Regions from separate parts of the Anas platyrhynchos genome. Here region 2 is linked to region 1. A link is a contact called in public Hi-C data. All regions are on one chromosome and are shown on one strand. The core of a region is the stretch at or near the end of the contact, and the rest is flanking DNA. Distances in the headings are between cores, read along the strand shown. Region 1 holds the start of RGCC (regulator of cell cycle). Region 2 overlaps VWA8 (von Willebrand factor A domain containing 8).

What was found. Hi-C and Micro-C count contacts between places; a contact is called where the count stands out from the background.
Region 2: a contact with region 1 is called in a Hi-C map of skeletal muscle, with 2.0 times the contacts expected there. The contact joins the enhancer-like site here to the promoter of RGCC in region 1. A contact is called at or near these places in 4 of 8 Hi-C or Micro-C datasets (F1 follicle, liver, skeletal muscle and 1 more).

What each region holds. Positions count from the first base shown.
Region 1 is chr1:175,401,729-175,406,742 of IASCAAS_PekinDuck_T2T, reverse strand. RGCC (regulator of cell cycle) reads right to left here and starts at 2,375. Exons shown (of 5, transcript XM_027472340.3): 1 at 2,216-2,375; 2 at 1,898-2,089. The coding sequence starts at 2,252.
Region 2 is chr1:175,464,247-175,469,260 of IASCAAS_PekinDuck_T2T, reverse strand. It overlaps VWA8 (von Willebrand factor A domain containing 8), which reads left to right. Exons shown (of 45, transcript XM_072032521.1): 38 at 3,651-3,759; 39 at 3,947-4,103. Among named protein-coding and RNA genes, the nearest start is that of RGCC, 62 kb to the right of the region's middle. Within about 2 kb of position 3,135, at least 2 of the 8 cell types and tissues checked have an H3K27ac peak or open chromatin away from gene starts, as enhancers often do.

The DNA of each region.
Region 1 (5,014 bases), core at 1,126-3,625:
ACCCCAACAGGTCTCTTAGTGCACCTCCTGGCTCAGTGTATGCCAGCATCAACAAGTCAGTGACTTCCAGTTTGTGCAGAACCACCCTCCACATCACACATGAGTAAGGGAGGAACCCCAGTACAGGTTGTCACTGGGATGCTTGACATGTTTCTAACTCAGGATCCCTGATGGCTCTGCACCAAGTCCTCAACCCCATCTATCAGGCTACCCCATTAATGTTATTCTGTCTAAATCAATTAAGCTTTATGACACCATTTTCCAGACCTTCCTGAAGATCTTGTCTGCCAATTTGCATGAGTATGTGGTCTCTCATGAGGTCTTCTGCCCTGTCAGACGAATACCTTCCCTAAAACGCCCTTCCTTCCAATCCTAACAGCAATTTTAAGCACTGTTCAAGATGCAAGTTTACAGAACCACAGCAGATATGCCAAGCAACTACAAGCACCCTTTTTGCATGGATAGAGCTTAAGTTCTTGATACTGTTTTGTTTTCTTTCTTCACTTTCCCAACACTGGATAATGGCTATTGATTTATGTGCTTCTTATTTTCCATAAGAGTATACAAGAGGATAAGAAATTATAACACTGAAAGACTGCACAAGAAATTGTAATACTAGGGCTGTACTATTGCTATTAATAACAGACCTGAATTTACAGAAATGCTCCCATACTCCAGTTTGATTCACTGAAGGCAGGCCTCAGCTTATACACCCTCAGCCATATAAAAGGATGGTGTTTGACCTAGATCAGGCATACATTCCTAAATCTCCCTCAGCAGGAGAGAAGAATACTTACTTGCAAGGAATAATTCACCCGCTCCATTATGAAGCAGCAATGGATTAACATCCTGATCCACACGTCTCCACTGACTACAAACAAAATCCAAAGACATGGCTAGGCAAGGAATCCAAGTTCAGGGCAGTTAAAAAACTGCCCGTGACTGAAATGAAATCAGTCCTACCCCTTGATGAAATAAACAGCTCTGATAAGTTTGAGAAGCTGTGCTGTCAGAGTTTATCCTCTAGGAAGTCAAAGATGCGCACTGAAAAGATGCACAGCAGAAAGGAACAATTTTATTGCAAGTAACTGACAAACAAAGGAAGTCTGATGAAGATAAGCATGAATGAAACAGTTTAGGAACTAAAAAAAAGTGGGGATAGCTTGTTTTTAAACAGAACTTACCTCTGACAGAGCAGCACTTGATTCTATCACTGCCAAGGAGCACAGGGAAGATATTCTCTCCCTGACTAGTGAATTTGAGAGGGGTAAGACTTTTCTAGTTTGCTAGAATAAGAACTTAGCTCCCACTGTAGATTTTTCTTGCTCAGAGAAGGTCACCAGTCAATACCCTCTTCCCACCTTTCCTGTTCCAAGCTCTCTGCATGCTGTTTGTGCATGCCAAGTATGCTCAGATGTGAGTTGCCTGAGTTTATCACGTCCAGAAGAGTGAGAACAGCTCTGCTCACCAAGCCAGAAGCCTGGATTTGTTTCAGTCTCTTCTGGAAAGCGTACTTCAGTTCCTGCTCATCCCACTGATGTTCAGGCTACTAAGATGCAACTGAACAGCCCCATTGGTTCCTATTTTACTTAGGAACACCTTTTTTCTATCGTAAGGCTAGAAGATACCTCAATGTTTTACCAGCTGGCAGCTTGACTTGGTGTGAAGACACCAAGTTTTCCAGCCTTATTTCCTCTAGAACCACTTTTTTCCTTTACCTGACATGCAACAAACAGATCCCTGCGACACTGGGGGAGGCAACCCTGGGCTCACCAACACCCTGCGCTCCTCCCCTAAAACAAGCCACAAGGGATAAACCCCCATGCCCCCCAGAAGTGGGGATGCCCGGGCAGGGTCAGGCAGCCACCCTCGGGGTCTCCCCGTCCCCGTCACTCACTCTCCGAGTCGCTGAGGTCGCTGGTGCTGGCGCTGCTCCGCCGCTTCATGCGCTCCAGGTGCTCGCCGTAATGGAAGCGGCGCCGGCCGGCGGGGCAGGCGAAATCCTCCAGCACCGCCTCGAACTCGCCCAGCGCCTCCGCCAAGTCGCCCTCCTCCTCCTCCGGCAGCTCCGCGGGGCGACGGCCGGAGCCTGAAGGAAGGGAGAAAGACAGAAAGAAGCGGGTGAAGGAGCCACCGAGCACCCCCGCGCTGCGAGGGTAGACCTGGCGGCCCCCCGTGCCGCGAGGGTAGACCTGGCGGCCCCCCGCCACCCTACCGTGGCTCGCCGGGCGCTGCGCCTGAGGCGACTTCATGGCGGCCGCCCCGCCGCTGCCGGCCCGGCCCCGCCGCCGCCGCCTCTTATGGCCGCTGGGGCTGGGGGCTGAGGGGGCGGGAGGGAGGCGGCGGCCACCGGCCGGCCCTGCCCGCTGAGGGGGCGAGGCGGGCGCTGCAGGTGCGCAGCTCCTCGGCTCGGTGTGGAGGTGCTCCTCAGAGCCTGCTCTGTCACCCTCACAGCAAAGTGTCCCCTCATACTGAGCTGGAACCTCCCGTGCTTCACTTTGTGCCCGTTGCTTCTCATCCTGTCACTGGGCACAAGTGAAAGGAGACCGGCTCCATCCTCTCGATACCTTCCCCGCAGATGCTTATACACATTGATGAAGTCTCCCCTCGGTCTCCTCATTTCCAGGCTAAACAGGCCAGGTTCTTTCAGCCTATGCTCGTATGACAGGTGCTCCAGTCCTCTCATCATCTCACTAGCCCTCCTCTAAACTCGCTCCAGTAGTTCACGTAGCGCAGACATCACGATTTCACAAGGTTTTTATCACCCCCCTACAAGCTACCCAGGGTGCCTGGTCTGAGTCTGGGGTTTCAGGAAAGCTTTACAGTCCAGATTTCACTGCTTCCACATATTGCCCCTCTTCCCCTGGTCACTATCCCAATAGCTTGACCAGCCCTGGCTGATTCAGTTTGCTAATCTAAACTATTTCACATTGAGGAGGGGGAGACGCCTGCACTGGCTCTCTGCTGGGCTGCCGATGGAGGACACAACGGGCATCAGAGCCAGATGCAAAGAGAGGAGGGAACCTCACAAATAAAATCGAGTCTGGATCATCCTCACCCAGCCGACAACCTGGTCCCAGGGCTGCTAGTCCCCTGCCAAGCAGGATGAAGAGGCAGCAACCTGTGTTTTGCTTGATTTACACTTGCTGTGCGGCATGCTGCGAGCCCGTGGCTTCGCTTCAGCCACCATCAAGAGCCCGTTCCCCATCGCTGCACTTCCCGCCTGCCGCCCCGCGCTGTGCTGGCATCTGTCTGTGCTGTCCCGTGGTTATTTCTCAGCTAGAGCAATTAGTGAGCTGTGAACGCGGCCACAGGGCAGCTGGGCCAGTACGTCAAAGAGGGTGATCTGAGGACAGGAGCAGATGGTGGGGGAGATGCAGGGAGCTGCTCAAACACGTGGACTTGCAGCCCGATCTGCACCGGCCAGGGTGTTCTCCAGTGAAGAGGTTTCCTTAATCATAGGAGAAAAAAATGAGCACTTGTCCTGAAGTCAGGTCAACATGATGTTTATACATACCATAGCTACCAAATGTTGATTTTGCACTGCCTCTCGTTGCTTTTAAACAAAGCTGGCTGAGCAGCTAAACTATCAGTTCTGTGAAATACCCATTGGGCAAGGCTCTGTCACGTTTAGTTACAACCAGTAATACTGAGAACAGACATCAGGTGCTATTCCACGCATATGTGTCAGGAGCTACGATTATATTTGCGTGTTGATGAGAATATCTACAATTAAAATAAATGAGTTGAGGAGAGGGAAGAAAAAATCTCTGAATCTTCTTTAATGTTTAGTAGTAATGACATTTTCAGACATGTTGTCATTGCTTCTGCAAGACATAAAATGAAAAGAACAATATTCTAGACAACAAATCATCAGTACTTAGCAGAATTGTTCACCTCTCCTTACCAGCTGATATGGAAGCATTTATTTATTTTTGCTGTGGATCAAAAGGAGTGCTCATGGTGAAGTTCAATTGATATTTATTCTGTGGTTTCCTCCATTCTTGTGGTCTTCCTCTGTTTTTCTTTCTGCTAATAAAAGTGGTGACGAACAATCCTTTTTGAAGACCGTAGTGACATAGAGGGAAAGCAAGGTTAAAAAGTAGAGAACAAGAAGATATAAGGGCATGATGCCAAGAGCAAAAGAGGGATTAAAGATAATAGACACAAGGGAGAAAGAAGAGCTGTTGGCTTGGACTAGGTAGAACTCACAGCTCCAAAATACAAGGACCTGGTCCCATAGCTAATGTCGATTCTCTCTTTTCCAAGAACCTACCCATATTATTGTTCAGCCCTTATGCTGATCCAATTCAACACATTACAACGTAAGAAAGAAATCCATCAGAAAGTGAATATTTTTTTACTGTACTGAGTTGAATTGTCTCAGCTGAGTCAGGTGAGTTCCAGAGTTGGTAACAGCACAGAGGACATGGGGATGAGGGTTGAAGAGAGGACTGCTTTCCTGTAGAGATACAAGAGTTTATCCCTGGACTTCTATTTAAATGACTGCTTTACGGTCAGAATTACTGTTTTTATCATAATTGCTAGGCATGCTGAAGAAATGGCTCCCTAAAATTCCCGTCTTTATAGTCATATGTTTGGAAATCTTCTTTCCTTAAATCCTGAACTTTAAAATTGTTGGTCATGTTTAGACATGTGTTGTGTCATTGCTTCTGCTAAATATTTACGTTTCATCCTGCAGCTCCATCTTTCTCCTAAGCAACTTGTGATTCCACTGAATGCAGCTGAGGTTCAGTTGGTGGATTTTAATCTTCCACGTGAGCCATTAGCTTATACATGAGGAAATAAAGACTGATTTTTGTGTCTTTCGATTCTATTGCAGACCATACATGCATGCATTGCCATAAGTATTCTCCAAGGGCCCCAGCATGCTCCAGCTGAATTAGAGGCATTTTTGCCACCGATGCCAAGAGGAGCAGCCAACATCTAGCAAAAGGAAAAAGTCACTTTTAAGTGCAGTGCCCTGAAACAGTGCAGATGGACACGTCTGTCC
Region 2 (5,014 bases), core at 1,886-4,385, 62 kb before region 1:
CTTTACAAAGTAAGATGAGAGTAACGTTTGTATCATAGAATCATAGAATCATTAGGTTGGAAAAGCCCTCCAAGATCATCTGGTCCAACCATCCCCCTACCACCAATGTCACCCGCTAAACCATGTCCCCAGGTACCACGTCCAACCTTTCCTTGAACACCCCCAGGGACAGTGACGCCAGCACTTCCCTAGGCAACCTGTTTCAATGCCTGACTGCTTTTTCTGAGCAGAAATGTCTCCTCATTTCCAACCTGAACCTCCCCTGCTGCAACTTGAGGCCATTCCCTCTGCACTAGTCCTAGCAGAGTATGGCAATTCTGCTTCTTGAAGAATCTGCCCAAACACACAGTGGAATATTGCTTTCCTTCTCTAATCATGAATCACCAATATATAAACAATTTTAGATAATGCACAATTAAAACACGCATGCAGAGTTTTGGAAGTGGTGGTTATTTTGGAAATCAAATGGAAGCCTTAGAAGGAAAGCACTATCACTGTTTTTCCAGCTATTCTACTCTGACCCTTACCTCATAGCTGAAACTCAATGTTTCTAAACTGAATTCATCTGTTGTTTTACAGAGCTGTAATATCCACAACAGGCTGCATTAGTACTTCACAATACTGAATAAAGCCTTTCAGTGTATATAAAGCATATAAAGAATGCACAAGTTTCTCTTAAAAGGAGAAGCCTAGTCAAAACTCTTCACTGAAAGAAGCAAAATTGATAAAAATCTTACAACAGATTTAGAAGTTGAGTATGCAGGAGGGGATTGGTCAACTTTTGAGCAAGCAGTTTATATATGTATTTGGAAGATACCCAACAGAACAGTAAGAGAAATCTTAGTAGTTTTAGAAATTCCAATCAGACAAGCTTGGAAAAGTTAGTGTAGGTTTCTTCAATATATTTGAGCTTTTCCTGTGTTTCCAATACTTGTTTTTCTTGTCTTCCTTCTCACTCCAGGCAAAGTAGATTTTTCTTCCTGTCTTTCAGCTTGCCAGCTTCTGAATAGTGTTGGATCCTCACCCTTAAATCTACCTTTCCAACAGTTCTAACATCAAGAATTCCTTCAAACCTCAGAGGGGTGACTTATCTATGGCTTTTCCATCTCTTTATACGTCATGCTGAAGAATGTACAAAGTTGTCCAAAAGTTTTTTTCTTTTTTTCCTCATCCTTCCTTTGCTTTCATGTCCAGACTCAGTGATTTACTGTTTTATTGTTTCTAAAATATATCTTCAATTATTTTTGTCTGCTAATCTAATTTTTACTTTCTAGAAGAAAATAAAATAAAATAAAATAAAAAAACAACTTTACAGCAGAGAGATGTTGTTAATTGTAAAATTACCTTGAAACTCTACTGTGGAGAGAGGGATGATGAGGAGAAAAAACAGATAAGTCACTAATGGCATTACCTAACAGCTTAAAGAAGAGCTGAGAGGGTATATCCAGAAGTTGTTGTTGTTGTTGTTTCTTTGTTGTTGTTTGTTTGTTTTTTTTTCCAAAGTCTCTACAGTTTGCTAATTTAACATAGTTTCTAAGTGTGTGGTAATTAAAAAAAAATAATAATTACACAAGCAATCCAGCAAAAACAAAAACAAAAAACATACTCCTTCTGTGTGCACAGATGTTATTTAAAAAAACAAGGAGATGTGTAAAACTGCTGGAATTCATTGCCTTCATATTTATACCTCTGCTGGTGTTATTCCATTCTAGTTTCCTTAAATTTTCAAATATTTTACCCACCAGACTACTAACTATATAGAAAAAAATTAGTAAGGAGGACACATTCTTAAGCTGTGATAGACTGTACCACTTGTCTCTCTCTCTCCCATGCAGGTTTTTTTTCAAGGTTTTAATAGAAATATAATGTAGGATGCTCTGTTGTCCTTTAAACAAGTTATATGTCATTTTAAAATAAAAGATCTTCTGTTAACCACATTCTGTTTCAAAGTTAAGAATACCTACTTTAATCAGATCAAAACTGTTGTAGAATGTATATATATCTTTGAAACCTAATACATATCTACTAGAAATATGTGAACAATTTATTATATTTGAGAAAATTATGTGAACAGCTTTTTTGTCTACTGAACTTTTCACTGCTAAAATTTAAACGGTAATTGTATTTCAAAATAGTAAAATTTATCAGTAGGAAAACTTGACAAAAAGAGAATTTGGTATCTGTTTCACAAACTATGTTTGCCTCATAGAGCTCTCCTTTGCAGAATTTCGTGCGTTTTTCTACAAAGAACCTAGAAGGATGCAAATGTAAAGGATTTGCCATCATCTTATTGTTTATAGAATATTTTGTTTTGATTCTTGAAGCTGACACTACAGCTTTGATTTTATGATTTTACATTAAACTAAGTTTAGTGGGTTACGTTCACCCCATTGTTTCTGATAGTTTTGAAATCTACCAGTTTTACAGAAAAAGAACTGTTTATTTTGGAAGAAATCTCTTAAAGCAAAAAAGTATAGACCCCTAAGGGTAACATGCTGTTGTGGTTAAGTGTCTTTCTTCCTATACAAATGTTAAATTAATGTAATTTAACAGATTAGATCTTGATTTTACACTAATGACATGGTTCACAGAGGATGTATTGTACCTCTTTGAATTAATATCAATTCTGTAAAGTGGAAGTAAATTATATTTTGAATAGTTGCCAAGAGACTGTTGTTAGAACACATGTTTTCAGTTCAAAAACATGTATGGAATTCATGTGAGTATTAAGCTGGGTCTACAAGACAGTGAACTCAGGAATTAAACTGCTATACGGTTCCAGTGAAAACCCTCATAAAGCCAGTGAACTTTTGAGAAGGCAATAAATTGTCATTAATGGGGCATGGAAATTCATCAGAGATATAAATGTATTATGGTAAATGAGAAGAAAGTTAATCTACAGAGGTTAGATATAAAGACATCGCTTTTACATCTGTCATTGAATTTCATATAATAGTAAACTGGCATTAAATTATGGAAGTGTAGTAATTGTAGGGCAGTTTACACATGAATCATTGATTCACTGCATGACTCAGAGTTTATAACAGGATAAACTATTTTTACCTTCACTCACCCGCTTAAATCCAACCCCAGCCTAAAGTGACTCAGTCTTGACCATCTGACAGCTGTTGAGCCTTTGGCGGTACGGTAAATTGATGGGGAAAGTGCTGTCACTGGACAGGCATTTGCAGGAGAAAACCCACTGCTATAGATTTGTGGTCGTGGTGGGGAAGTTAAGGATTACACGAGCGTGTAATATGAGAAGAACATGCCATTTATTTAGTCACTGTTCACGGAAAGATGATCAATCTGCCCATCAATAAAGAATGTGGAGCTGGAGCTGGGTGCGCATGAAATTTGTAAATTGGCTATACAGACAGGTGTTGCCTATACTGCAAGAAGTGTTCAGACAGCGGATGATCCTGTTTACAGTGGAATTTCAAATTATGTTAGTCATTATCAATAAGCACTTTTCTAGCATGGACAAAATCTGAATGTGCTGAGTGGTTTAGATGTGTATTCTGAGATCTGATATGGGTCTAACATGCCTCTCAGGAGCAGAGTAGAAGACCTAGTCAGTTGTTGTTAGGTTGTTAGAGTGGTTTTGCTTGATATAAAAGAGATTTATTGCTCTATTTTCTATTTTACAGATAACCATTCAGAGGGACAGTGGTTTGGATGTCAGTTCCCCCAAACATGGAAAAGTGGATCCACAAAACATGCCTCATGTTGGTGGAAATACTTGGGCTGGTGGAACAGGTTTTCATTCATTATTTTTTATGCATCATGGAAGGATGTCTAAGAGAGAGGCTGTACTAGTCAGAAATGGATGTATACGAGCCTACTCTCTGCTTAGAGATAGTTTACTTAATGCAGAAAAGAAAATATTTTCTTATTATTTAATGCCTATTTGTAATTTATTTATTTTGTATCTCTACTATCCTAGGTGGAAGAGACACTGCTGGGTTAGGTGGCAAGGGTGGCCCATATCGATTGGATGCTGGCCATAAGGTTTACCAAATATCGCAAGCTGAAAAGGATGCTGTTCCTGAAGAGGTTAAGAGAGCTGCTCGAGAGATGGGTGAAAAGGCTTTTAAACAGAGGTGAAAGTCTTTATTTTCCCTTTCATTTCCCAGAAGAACTAGGTAAAGATGACTGAAAGGAGTTTTCTTTATTAACTACATTTAGCAGCTACCTTACCCTGATCATTATAATTTAACAGAGCTTACCAGCATGTGTTTAATTGTTCTGGACAGGATGTATAGAATGTTTTATTAAATTAAGCCACATTGTTGAAATGACAGTGGAGTTTGGTAGAGTAAAACATAGATAGGTGGGTAAGGAGACTGATGTGAATATTTTATCTTTTTTAAAAAGGGATCTACCAGGTGAAAATTGTTTGAATTATGGTAAATACAGGTTGCATGTTGTTAGAAATTGGTCACCTAACAAATATCTTTTGAAATGGTCTATCATGAGCAAATTGCTTCTGTTTGAAATAATTGTAGCCTATTGCTTAGGTGATTTGAACTCTTAGATCTCAACAGACATTTCTATGAGAACTGTAGATCTTCCCTGCATTAGTGTAACACAGGGTTACTAACCAAGGATTTCTCATACCATGCACAGAGATTCAGATTTCTTCCACTGTCTGAAATTTCAGGTCAGCTCTGCTACTTGGCATAAAAAAACTAAGGGTATTGAGAGTCATACCAAATGAGTTTTATGTTTCAGCCCAGGACATAACTGCAGTGTGAAAGAAGAGAGTACTAGACAGATTAAAAGATCAGAGCAAATAAATTTAGAATCAGCTTTATCAGCTCACATTTTGCTCCTGTTAACAAAGTGATGCCCAATAGGAGGACAAATTTGGATACTATAAGGAGTAGGTGAGATTACATCAGTTGAAGCAAATGGCATAAATAAAAAGGCTTTCAAGCATAGAGCACATGCTGTACATGAATCAGTGTATTTAAACCCAGAAATTTTTCTATTGCATTCAGGTCAAGTTTCC